Regions from separate parts of the Sus scrofa genome. Here all the other regions are linked to region 3. A link is a contact called in public promoter capture Hi-C data. All regions are on one chromosome and are shown on one strand. The core of a region is the stretch at or near the end of the contact, and the rest is flanking DNA. Distances in the headings are between cores, read along the strand shown.

Evidence for each region. Promoter capture Hi-C pulls out the DNA fragments that hold promoters and counts their contacts.
Region 1: a promoter capture Hi-C map of fetal skeletal muscle shows a contact between it and region 3, with 6 times the contacts expected there. The contact joins the promoter of EIF4G3 here to the promoter of HP1BP3 in region 3. A contact is called at or near these places in 5 of 5 promoter capture datasets (fetal liver, fetal skeletal muscle, liver and 1 more), 15 of 47 Hi-C or Micro-C datasets (alveolar macrophages, brain, embryonic fibroblasts and 8 more) and 2 of 2 datasets of contacts at active chromatin or transcription factors (alveolar macrophages and skeletal muscle).
Region 2: a promoter capture Hi-C map of liver shows a contact between it and region 3, with 4 times the contacts expected there. The contact joins the enhancer-like site here to the promoter of HP1BP3 in region 3. A contact is called at or near these places in 3 of 5 promoter capture datasets (fetal liver, liver and skeletal muscle), 10 of 47 Hi-C or Micro-C datasets (alveolar macrophages, embryonic fibroblasts, fetal heart ventricle and 3 more) and 2 of 2 datasets of contacts at active chromatin or transcription factors (alveolar macrophages and skeletal muscle).

The regions. Positions count from the first base shown.
Region 1 is chr6:79,379,989-79,384,034 of Sscrofa11.1, reverse strand. EIF4G3 (eukaryotic translation initiation factor 4 gamma 3) reads left to right here and starts at 1,973. Exons shown (of 34, transcript XM_021097671.1): 1 at 1,973-2,177; 2 at 2,527-2,698.
Region 2 is chr6:79,405,957-79,410,167 of Sscrofa11.1, reverse strand. ECE1 (endothelin-converting enzyme 1) reads left to right here. Exons shown (of 20, transcript XM_021097679.1): 20 at 1-1,846. Among named protein-coding and RNA genes, the nearest start is that of EIF4G3, 26 kb to the right of the region's middle. Within about 2 kb of position 1,492, at least 3 of the 83 cell types and tissues checked have an H3K27ac peak or open chromatin away from gene starts, as enhancers often do. A contact at or near this core is called in liver, where this site is marked.
Region 3 is chr6:79,005,367-79,009,287 of Sscrofa11.1, reverse strand. It overlaps HP1BP3 (heterochromatin protein 1-binding protein 3), which reads left to right and starts at 1,367. Exons shown (of 12, transcript XM_021097635.1): 1 at 1,367-1,511.

The DNA.
Region 1 (4,046 bases), core at 724-3,223, 370 kb before region 3:
TTCTTTATTTGTAAATGGAATATCATAACCTTGAAGCGTTGCTGAGGTGAATGAGTTAATCTAAGCATAATACTTCACAGAGTTGTACCCTGGCACCCAGTAGGTGTTCAATAACACATAGCCACTCTGTGTTAGTTGGGATGTGTTGAACAGGACTAGGCTTTTGGATGAAAGGAGAGCACTCTACTATTTGACTTTGCTCCCTATAAGCCTTCCGAATGGATTGCCTGGGGCCAGAATCTTATCAGGGACTTTTACATCATTTTGCCCAAGGTCTATCCGTTTTAAGAGAGATAATGCTCATAAAGTGCTTAGCAAAGACCAGACACACAGTAATCGCCTGATGCTTGCAGCTATTAAGTGAGAAAATGAAACTAGCTCAGAAAAGAATAACAATTAAGCAATTATCAGTCTGTTATCACCCTAGTGTAAGAGGGAAGCCAAATTCTTTCCTGGGAACAGGTTTCCATTGACCTGAGGACGTCTGAGATCTGGAGAATGGCAGGAGAATCTGGGGATGGCAGGACCACTTGAGAATTTTTCTTGGAGTCAGTCATGTCTAGAAAAGAGAAGAGAATCTGATCCCAGGTAACCAGCTGTCACAGATCCAAATGGTTCAGTATTCTGGGTGATGAAGTAGTTCCTGCCTTCTGTCTGGAGATGGGGAATGATGCTTTCTTTTCAACACTAGGAACCCTCACCAGAAAGACACAGACTCATCTTCCAGATAGATGCTTTTTCCGAGAAGGAGCTTTTGGGGTTCCCAGGGACTATTAAGAATTAAGCACCTACTATGTTTAGAGCTTTATGTGAATTGAAAGAAAAAAAAATGGCAGTGTGAAGCAGTATAGCAGGAGGCAGAACCCACTCTGTAGTTGTCTCTGCCAACTACACTCTCCATGTGACCTTGGGAAAGTTTTTCCTTCCTCTTGAGCCTCAATTTTCTCAGCTCCTTGTGTCGTGTGATAGTATGAGCATCTCAGTCTCTTCATTTGTAAAATGATTACTACCTACTTCACAGGACTGCATGATAATGAATATGTGTCTGGTAACCATTATTACCTGGCTTGCTCCCTGATCTCTCTGTAATTCCTTTCTACTCAGTGTCCCTGTGCTTGGACAAGACCCCAGTTGGGGGAGGAGTGTTGCAGAGGGGGTGGGATGGTTTTGGTCGGTCCTGCTGGTGAGAAAAGGAGTTTATCAACAAGTAGGACCCAGGGAGCCGACCACTGGTCCCCGGTCAAAGGGCGCTCCTGTCTTGGGGCAGGCCTTGGAAGAATCCGTCCACAGAATCCTAAGTTAAGGTTGCTGACTAGATAAGGCAGGGCAGATCAGGTCCCCAGGCAACTTGGGAGGTGGCAAGATTCCTTCAGATGAAGGTGGATGTGAGATCCAGGTTGGCTCTGCCCTTTCCTGGCTGGGTGACCTTGGGCCGGTCACTTTTCCTCTCCCAGCCTCAGGGTGCTCTGGAAATGGGGCTCCTCATCCCACTCGCCTCTCTGAGGGGACAAGGGCGAAATGTCGACACAATGGACGGGATCAGCGTTAAGGGCCAGCGAGTGCTATTAGTTATGCTAATAGGTGCACGCGGCAGGTTCCTATCCAGCGGTTCCACTCTGGTTAAGCGGTTGCTCCCACCGTAACTGAGGTTTCTCGCCTCACCGCCTCCCGCCTCGGCGGACAGGGCTCTGCGGACCGCAGGCTCGAGGGCCTTTACCATTGTTCTCCGAGGTGGGCGGCAGGGGAGGGCTCTCGCAGACCAGACCTCGCCTTTGGTCTCTCCCTCCGCCCCGCACCCCGGCTGCAGCGAGCCTGGGAAGCCCCCTTGCCGATCTTTCCCGAGGAAGCGAGCCAGTTCCAGAGAGCGCCCGAACGGCGGCCGAAGACGCCCCCGAGCATTTCCGAAGAATCCCGACCGCTCCCAGTCTCCGGAAAGAGCCGAAGGGGCTTCCCACCCTCGGCCTCCCGAACCATTCCGAAAAGGCCCGAAGTTTTCCGAGCGGCCGTCCTGCCGGACTGCTGGAGGCGGCCGCAGCGCCATGTTGGATGCTCTGCTCGTTGAGTGAAGAAAATCCGCCGGCATCGCCTGAGCCCCGCTACCGAGAAGGGCGCCGCTTCCCCCGGGGAGGGGGATAAAGACCCCCCGCCGCCGGCCCATGAGGATATTGCCGTGAAAGGTCCGGTCTCTCCGCCTCCTGCCCCCGCCGGGTCCGGCCCCCCCCCGGGGTCGCGTTGTCACGGAGACCGGCAGCCGGTGGTGCTGGCCCGCGGGGCGGCTGCTGCTGCCGGCGGCGGCGGCGGCGGCGGCGGCGGCGGCGGCGGGCGTGTGTGACCGGCCCCGGCCCCCTCCTCCTCCTCCTCCCAGCCTCCCCCCGGCCCCCGCTCCCGCCGCCTCCCCGGGTCTGCCCCCATCCCGCCCCCCCGCTGCCCCCGGCCCCTGCACCCCGGCGCGCCCGGTCCCGCTCTGGGGGGGTTGGTGGCTTCGCTTTGCCATGAGTTTACCGCAGAAACCGGCTCTGAAATCAGGCTCAGCGGCTGCAGCAGGAACCGGACCCGGCACCGGAGCGGCGGCGGCGGCGGCGGCAGCAGCGGTACCGCCTCCTCACCCGGCGGCAGCAGCGGCGGCGGCGGCGGCGGCGGCGGCAGCGGCCCCTCCTCACCCGAACATCAGGGCCCTCCAGACCCAGGCGCCCCAACAGTATCCTTTTCACCTTCCTGCCGGCCGTTCGGCTCTCTTCGTCGCAGACCAGGGGGGCTGAGGCCCCTCCGGGAACCCTCCTGCCGGCAGCCACAGCCCAGCCGGGGAAGGGACTATTCCTTCAGCCCACGCACCCGGCTTGGCCGGAGCTTTTGGGGTGACCCGGCAGCAGCACTGCGGGGGACCCCGGGACCCTCTGCACTACTGTGAAAACTAGCTCCGTCGGCCTTGCTTCCGCAGCCCTTCCCTTTTGGAGCTGGGGACCCTTCCCCCTTCTCGCCTCTCCTCCCCACCCCCCCCCCCTTTATTAGGCCGAATTTGCTGGTGCCCGGGACCAGCCCTGCAGGGAAGGCTTTTCTCTGATTGTTGTGAGGGCTACACCCTCCTCCTCATCTCCCTTCAGCTCTCCCTGCAGCGGGGCATAGTGGGCTTCCCTAAATATTATTAATACCTAAGAAACTTTATTGGTAATTTTACTGTTTGAAACTAAACTCAGCTGGTTCCGGAGGTAAGTTGGATTTTAAATCTATGGCGAAATTTTGCGGAAAGCACTCCCTCTGGCTAATGTTTTTTAGCGATTGGGAGAGTTGTGATGTGGTTTGTGGTGGAACGCGATCTGAGGAGGAAATGTTACACCGGACGCTTCCCTGTCTTTGACCTTTTTTAAAGGAAGAGGAAGTTAACTGACATTACCCATCACCCCCAAAAGTCTCACTTCTTGGAAGGCTCGTGTTATGCTGATTGTTTTTAAAGGGCTTTAATTTACTCTTCATAGGCCTCATGTCTGGAGGGTGCCAGGGCTCCTGGAGGAAAGTCTAGTATTGAATGTGTCTAATTTCATGTTATTTGCTCGATTGTAGAATTTTTGGACAGCTTTGATTGGAAAGACTTGGTGACGAGGTATTTTAGTTAAAAACCAGCGGGTGAAGGTAAAACGTTGAGTTCATGAATTCCACGGAGATTTAGAGAGGTATTATTACCTACCTGAGAATAACATTTCATCATGCACCCCTCCCCCCCAATCCGTTGTATTTGTGTAAATCAATAAATAATCATTGGATGGTAGATGTGTTGTGTTTTTGTGTTCGTGTCATTGTGTGTTTGACTTTTAGAGTAGGGTGTTTGAGCAAATAAGCAAATGCGAAACTAACTGCTGTGAGGTCCACAGATTATTTCACGGTCTGTAGTTTGATTCTTGTCTGTATCCATTACTTTGAGAAGGGAAAGGTATCTCCCTTCTAAAGTCATTTCAGGTCATTGTTTTGGTTTCTTTCAAGTGTCATTTTCTCTTTTCTTTGAATGTTGTTATCCACATTTTTTTCAATCCAAGCAGTGTGGCGCAGAGTAA
Region 2 (4,211 bases), core at 243-2,742, 400 kb before region 3:
ACGTTCTGTTTTTCTAAATAACCTGTGGACAAGGGAAGCCCCCACTGATTTACTGCCCTTCTCTTCCTCACTCGCAGCAAGGTTGGGCCGAAGCGGGGTCCCCAGCCCCTGAGCAGGTCCCCAAGTACAGAGCTGCCTCCTCCGCCCTTGGGCTGCGATTTCAGCCTTCTTCCCCCTTCTTGGTCCCCTGGTGCAGAGAGCCAAGGCCTGGAAGCCTGGCAGAGGGAGGGGCAGCCCTCTGGCACTGCCCCCTCTGTGTGCCTGCCTCTGTCCCTAGTGTCCAACAGAGGGAACCCCAACAAGGGAGAGCTGATCCCCAAAGTTGCAGCAGGAGACTAATGGCTGCATAAGGCCAGGTCAGGGTTCTCGAACCCTGCCTAGAGGTACCCCTGCACCCTGGACCCAGGTCACAGGAGCCCTGCGAGGCTGGCCCGCCCCCATCAGGTGGGGTCTCCTGTGCCATGGATGCTCTCTTTCCACCCGCTTCTTCTGGCCTCCTCGTGTCAGTCTAGGGGCCTGTTGCCTCTCCGTGTTATTTACATTTCCCCCCCCTCCCGCATCCCATCCACTTCGGGCTGAAGAAAAGAGAAAGCAGCTCTCATCTCCAAGGGACCCAATCCTTCCTCCAAGCTCTGTCCTCCACCACCGGCCTGGGCCTGGCCCCCAGGACCACAGCCAGCCCCCCTCCGATCTCTAGTGCCTTATCTGAGGCTGCGCCCGGGCTCCCACAAGGAGACAGACCTCTGCCCCCCGGAGCCCCTTGGCCTTCTCAGTAAAGACCCCAAGTTTCCTGACTGGAACATAAGGCCATACACCCTACTCCCAGTGCCCATGCAGCTGCCTGGAAGCTCTGGCCCACAGGTCAGGAGCCTGAGGAACCCCTGAACCTGCTCTGGGCTCCGTCCCACCCTCAGCCCCTTGGGTTAACTCAAGACAATGCTTGTAGCCAGACCCACTCTTCCTGGGGGGTGCTTTCAGCTGCAGGAGACTGCAGGGGGAAGCTTCCCCCGACCTGCTCCATCTGGCCCAAGGTGTCAGGGGACCAGGAATGCCGTCTCCCCACTGCAGCCAGTTTGGACAGCAGGTCGGGAGCGCCCCCACCTGGTGGAGCTCACGTCGCCCTCCCATCTGGCAGCCCAGGCCCCTGGGTTGACCCCCTCCCAGCAGGAGCCAGACTTCTCCCTGCCCGAGAGGGCAGACAGCTGGGCCACTGCCTCGCCCACCATCAGATCAGCCCTGGAGAGGGGGCAGGGGTGTTGGGTGCAGGCTCCAGATGAGGCCCTGGTCCCCACAAGCAGCAGGCCTGGTCCGGCTTCAGAGGAAAGCTCGGACAGGGGCCTGAGGAGGAGCTGGAGTCAGGAGCCCACCATGGGGAGGCCAGCTCTCCCAGGCCTGGGCCTTCCCCACACCCCCTCGCCCCCACCCTCCTGCCCCCCAGCCTTCTGTGTGGAGGGTCACAGTCCTTGTGTGTCTTGGCACCGCAGACCGGGACCTGCCAGCCAGAAGCAGGTGGCTTAGGGCTGAGGGTCCGGGCAGAGGACGCGTCCTCTGCCCCCATCACCTCAGGGAGTGGCAGGGGCCAGGGAGAGGAGGGCTCGGGCCCAGCAGGGCTGGAAGCAAAGGAAGCAGCCCACTCCCCTCCCCGCTCCAGAGCTTCGGGCAGCTGCCCCCTGTGCCCTCTGAGACCCCCCTCCTCCTGGCCTGGGGAGCCAGAGGCTGCCTTCCCTGTGGGGACGTGGATGGGGGTGGTGGTGGAGCTGGGAATCTATTTTTTGTATCATGTTTTGTGCTACTATAGTTTGGGTGTGGCACTCTTGTAATTGAAATAAAGTACTTGTACCGAGGGCCAGTGACTGAGTGTGTGTTCTCCCTTGGGTGGTGTGTGTCCTGGGACACGGTGGGAGTGCCCCGGGCCACCAGAGCCGCTAGTGTCCAAAGGCCAGCTGCATCTCCCGGAGCAGAAGCCTTGGACCCTGACAAACGCCAACATGTTACTCGGCGCCTGTGCCCACCGGGCCACTCTCCCTTCATCAATATGGTCCGGTGAGGGCCCCCTGCTGGTGAGAATGATGCATGTCACCCCATGGACTCAAGGGACCTCCTGGTGAAAATAATTTTTCCATAACCTTGGAGCAAAGGACAGTAGCAGAGCAGTGGGTTTCAAAGCCTCAGATGCTTGGGCAGGACGAGCAGGAGTAGAGGAATTCAAAGAAGTTCAAGGAAGAGTCTTTGACATACATTTGCCTCCTGGCTTGTGCATATGTTCTTCCCTCTGCCTGGAATACTCTTTCCTGACTTCTTTGTCCCTGGTAAAACTCCTACCCACCCTTCAATGCCCAGCTCAGTGTCACCTCCAGGAAGCCCTTCCTGACCTCTAGTCCAGATCAGGTGGCTCATTCAGAGACACTGTCCTACCAGTGCCAGGGCTGTTATAGGGAAGTATCTCAAACGTGGTGACTTACACAACAGAAATGTATTGTCTCACAGTTCTGGAAGCTGGACGTCTGAGATCAAGATGTTGGCAGAACTGGTTCCTGCTGAGGGGTGTGAGAGAGAACCTAGGCCTCTGGCCCAGTTCTGGTGACTTGCTGGCAGCCTGTGGAGCTCTTTGGCATATGGAAGCATCACCCCAGGCTCTGCCCACATGTCACAAGGTGTTTTCCCTGTGGGTGTGTCTGTCTCCATATCCAAATTTCCCTCCGGTTTTACAAAGCCATAAAACCCATCTTAGCTGTGTAATTACATCAGCAATGACCTTGTCTGTTCTGAAGTACTGGGGGTTTCGATTCCACCTGTGAATTTGGGGAGGGGAGGCACAGTTCAACCCATCATAACACAGAGGCTCCAACTCTGCAGGCTGTGTAGTTGTCTGAACCATCTCCAGCAGCCCAGGGCCTGGCACAGGACTGGCCAGTGGCTTTTGGATGGATGGATGGATGGATGCACAGACATCCATAAGTAACATGTGATTGAGGGGATCATTCTCTAAACACACCAAGGCAGTCGGCTTGGGTGGGAGAGGTGGTACCAGAAAATACTTCCTAGAGGGGGAAGATTTCAACTGAGCCTTGACTGAGGGGGAGGTTTGAAATTCAGACCTCAAAGTGGATGGAGTGATGGCCTTAGCAAGCTCCTATTCAAGGGGCAAAACCCCTTACCCTGTTTTGTTTTGAAAAGGAGTGAAGGGTTCCCGCTGTGGTGCAACAGGATCAGCAGTGTCTCCACAGCACTGGGACACCTAGGTCGCAGCTGTGGCTTGGATTGATCGATGGCCATATGCCTTGGAGTAGTCCAAAAAGAAAAGGAGTGAGTCATTTCCCTGCTCTTAAACCAGTTATTCTAGCTATAAAATGGACAACTAGTTCTCTCTTTATTGTGACCCACAAACATCGGGAGGTGTGAGGATGCTTGAGACATTGATGCACTTGGAAGCGCCTCAGAAGGTTCACATGAGGTATGCGCTTGCCTGCAGGTGCGTGTGAGCCCATGACCTGGGCAGCTCGGCCTCATCCCCTCCAAGCCCCGTCCTCAGAAGAGTGAGCTCTGTAAAATCATAGCACTCCCCACCACTCCCTCTCCCACTAGGAGCCTCTTCTCTGCACCTTAAACCGTCGAAGCCCTTTTCCTGCTTGTCCTGAGTGGAACGTTCCCCACCTGTACACACACCCTTGCCAATGAATGAATGAATACAGGATTTTTCTTTTCAAGTTCCCATGTATCATACACCTGCTGTGAGTTGGGCTCTATGCTGTGTGCATTATACACACGATGCCCATCCTTGAATGCTCAACAGTTTTCTGAGAAAGGTGCTTTATTGCCCAGATCATAAGGCAGCAGTGGCAGAGCTGAGTTCTGAACACAGGAAGTTAGCAAGAAGCTACTTGGGAAAATGTGAGAGGCTGCTAACAGTGTTGCCTCAGGAAACACACACACACACACACACACACACACACGCTGAAGGTTCAGAAAGGAGACATAATTTTTTCCTGCTGGAACACATCTTTCTGACACTCCCCCTTTCCCAATGCCCAAGTGAACTGGTTTCTTCCTCTTCCCTCTTCCAAGTCCTAGGGCCCCTGCTCCTCCACTTTTTTTTTTTTTTTTTTTTTTTTGGAATGTTATGGAGGTTCCCAGGCTAGGGGTTGAATCGGAGCTACAGCTGCCGGCCTATACCACGGTCACTGCAAAGCAGGATCTGAGCCTCATCTGCA
Region 3 (3,921 bases), core at 118-2,617:
CAATCCAGCATTGCCATGTAGGTCGCAGACATGGCTCGGATCCTGCGTTGTTGTGGCTCTGGCATAGGCTGGTGGCTACAGCTCCGATTCAACCCCTAGCCTGGGAACCTCCATATGCCATGGGAGCGGCCCAAGAAAAAAGGCAAAAAGACAAAAAAAAAAAAAAGAAAGCAAATTAAAAAAAAAAAAAATCTAGGCTCAGGTCTGATCGCTGCCCAGGAACTCCATAAGCCACAGGGCAGCCAAAAAAGAGGGAAAAGGGGGGGGGGAGACAAAAGATAGAAATGTTGATAAGGAAATGAGTAGGTTGAAGAAATGGCACAAAGTAACCAAAACCCCTTGTGAACATGTTTAGCCTGACACTAGAACACCAGGGCACTGGTAATGTAATCGGGATGTTAATGATAACACCTTGTAAAGAATTGGTGGTGGTGTGGTGGTTAAATTTTTATACAGCTGATCTTGGAACAGATGGAGTAGATGGCTATACCTGGGAAGGCTGGTGAGACAGTTAATGGCAGAGCCTGAGGACTGAGCTAAATGATTTCACAAATCTTTAAAATGACAGGAACATGCATTTGAGAATTAGTCATACTACTGTGAGCCTCAAGGCAATTGTGCTTATTATTTCCCTATATTCATTACCCAAACCCTCTCTACCCCCGACAAAACACCTACTATTGGAGATACATCGAATTTTCCCAAACTGATTTTGAAAAGTTACACTTTTTAACAATACGTAGCCTAAGTACGCTGATACCAACCTAATATGACATTTCCTAGGGAATTCCGTTTTCTAATCCCAAGGTTTCCTTGTTGAGAACCCTCCCGCGTTTGCGGATTAGGGAGCCAGGGAAGACTCATGATTAGAAAATCAACTTTCACAGTTCTTTTCCTGAGCCATTACTCTGCCCTGTACTGTATGGATACTTAATGGGAACGAATGAGAGGAAATGAACTTTCCGCTGAATTCCTAATTATTCCACGGTCTTCAAAGAAGCTAAACTGAGAAGCGGGAAATGCCAACCCCTCTAACGGCAGGCAGGCGGATCGCCAAAGCCAAAGCCCAGTTAAGACCGGGGACTGAAATAGACCACAGAAGTGTAAGTGAAAAGAGTGTCCTTCCGAGGAAGCGAAACCTCACCACCCAAGCTAACGCGCGCCACTAGCACAGCGCCGGCGAAAGCTGCGCGCGGACACAGACCCCAGCCGGGTCGTCCCCGCGTCCCGGAGCGCCCTCTCGCGCCCCCGCGCGCCCGACCGGGGAGGCAAATCTCGCGCGCTCCCTTCGCTCCCGCGGGCTCGGGGCGCGGCCACCGGCGCGCGGGGGGGGCGGGGCTGGCAAAGGGGGCGCGCGCGAGCGCGCGCGCGGGGCCGCGGGCAGGGGGGCGGGGCGGCAGAGCTCGGCGGCTGGGCCTGGAGGACAGCGGCGGCGGTGGTGACGAGCGGCTACGACAGCGGCGTTGAGAAGCTGTGCGGGACGCGGGCGCCAGGAAGGGGGGAGCGCAGAGGTAACGCAGTACGGAACAGGCGGACGGGGAGTGGGCGCGGGTCGGCTAGACCCGAAGGCGAGTGGCAGAGGACGCTTGCCCGGGGCGCCGCCGCCGCTCCCTGAGCGGAGGGGGCGGGGCGCCCGCGTCCCTGGAGGTGGTGCCTTTTGTCTGCCTTCCCCGGCCGCTCCGCCCCCCCCATCCCTCCCCCCTGCGACCTAGCCCCCTGCCCCTTGAGCTGAAGCCTCCTCCGGGGCCCTCTGGCACGCGCGCTCCCGCCCTTGTTTTGTTTGGACTAGGGGAAGGTGGGGGAGCTCTTCCCTGATCGAGGGCCCTGCGTCCCAGTGCGCCTGCGCTGGCGTCCTCCCGCCCGCTCCGATTGGCTGAGAGTTTGCGCATGCTCCGGAGCCCCGCGGTGGACCCCCGACGTCCGCCCCCGCCCTCCCCTTCACCCCACTCCCTCAGCGGTTTTCCGGGCCGGTTCGAAAGATGCCGGCGGCGGTGACTGGCTGCGGCGGTCCCGCCCCCCCGGGTTCTCCGCCCCTGCCGCCGCCGCCGCCGCCATTACGGAGCTCCCAGCGGTGAGTGCGCGGGGCGTTGGTGCCCACGGTCCGCCGCTTCTTGGCTCGCGCGGGCGGGCGCTGCCCGGATCGCGGCGTGGGCCTCCCAGCGTGCCTTCCGCAGCGTGAGCCCGAGCTGTCAGCCGGTGTCCTCGGTGTCCGCCGCCGCTGAGCCCGCCCTCCTTGGCCTCGCAGTCTTCATCTTAGCTCCGCTCTCCCCCGCCTTGTGCTCGCGCAGCACACCGGCCGCTCCCTGCCTTTGTCTCTGCTGGTCTTTGCCCAGTCTCTCGGCGGTCTGGGCGCGCTGTCAGCTGTTGGCGTCCCTGAAAAGCCTTTTGCTGTTGCTGCCGCTGCCGCTGCCGCTGCTGCTGCGACGCGGGCCTAAGCTTTCGTTTTCCCGTATGGCTTTCCTAGAGCTTGTTGCTCACCGCTCCTTAGACGGTGTGGTTCTAGTTAACAAAGTCCAACTTGTGACTAGGAGCGTTTGTATAGAGATGGAGGCAGGAGTGGTCGAGTGAGAGCCCGGTTTCAGAGTTTTGATACCGAATTGACTACTGTGATGGAGAACGAGTCACAACTTTTTTGAGGGAGTGCGCTCCCCTGCACAAAGGACTGCGCAAGGTGAACCTTACCGCCCTCTCCGCATAGGCATTTTCTCTCTGTGGTTTATTATGCTTCCTGACTTTTCGTTACATTGAAAAGTGAAAATTAGTTAGAAATATACCCAGGAATTCGCCTGGAACTTTACTGACAAGCCGGCTTGTCTTAGAGTGAAGTTAGACGTGACTAGTTTAATTTTGGAAGATAGATTTGTTTCATCTGGAAAGGCATAAACCTGTTCAGAGCTTTTAAAGTTTTTATTGCTCTTTCCAAAAGTCTAGTGTAACGTGTTTCAAAGCAGAAGTAATATTTTAGAGGATATTGTTGGCTTTCTTTCTAAGCTTAATTGGAAGACTGAAGACGGCAAGTTGGAGCAAGTGTCCTGAACTCTTCTTCGTGTTTAGATGAAAATCCTAACTCTTCAGCCAGTTAGGTTATGCTTATCTTGTGAGGATTCCCGTAGTGTCCTTAGCATCTATGCCCAAGACAGACACTAATTAAGTAATACTGAATTACTTGGTTTATTGAAATGTGAAAGAAGTTGCCAGCAAATTATAGGCATGCTTTTTGTGACATTACCAGTGAAGTCTGAATATAATGAAAGACATTAGATTGGGAACAATTTGTTGTATTCAGCGCATAGCTAATGACATTATATTGCAGACATTTTATGGTAAAATATGAAATAATTGTATTTTTCCTAAAATGCATGTTTTCAAGGATATCATTAAACTGAAACACATTTTAAACTTACGCTTATTTTTCTAGTGCTTTCTCTTCATGTAGAGAAGGTAAATTAAAACTCAGCAATTATGGACTTTGTACTTTTACAACCTTTTCTCCATTGCTTGCATTTAAACAACTTAGCATTTCCCTCAACAAAAGCAAATCTTATATATTATTCATATGACATTAAATTTAAAATGTAAAAACAGATTGATGATCACAGGAAGACCACATAAACCACAGGTAACAGATTGATTTGGGCACATACAAGAATCCTGGTGAAAAACTTATTAAGTTTCATCTCTTCATTCTTTCACTTAACAAATATTTGTTGAGCACCAATTCCATGCCTGCTATGTTTCTTAGGCCCCAAGTATACAGTAGTAAACCAGCCAGATAAGAGCCATGCCAGAAAACAAGTATGGCAGCTTAAAAGTCTGATCACTCAGAACTCCAGCAACAAAAGTTAAATGGGTACATGTGGTGGTGGTGGGGTTTTTGTTTTGTTTTATTTTTTTTTAAATCTCTTTGCCTTTTCTAGGCAT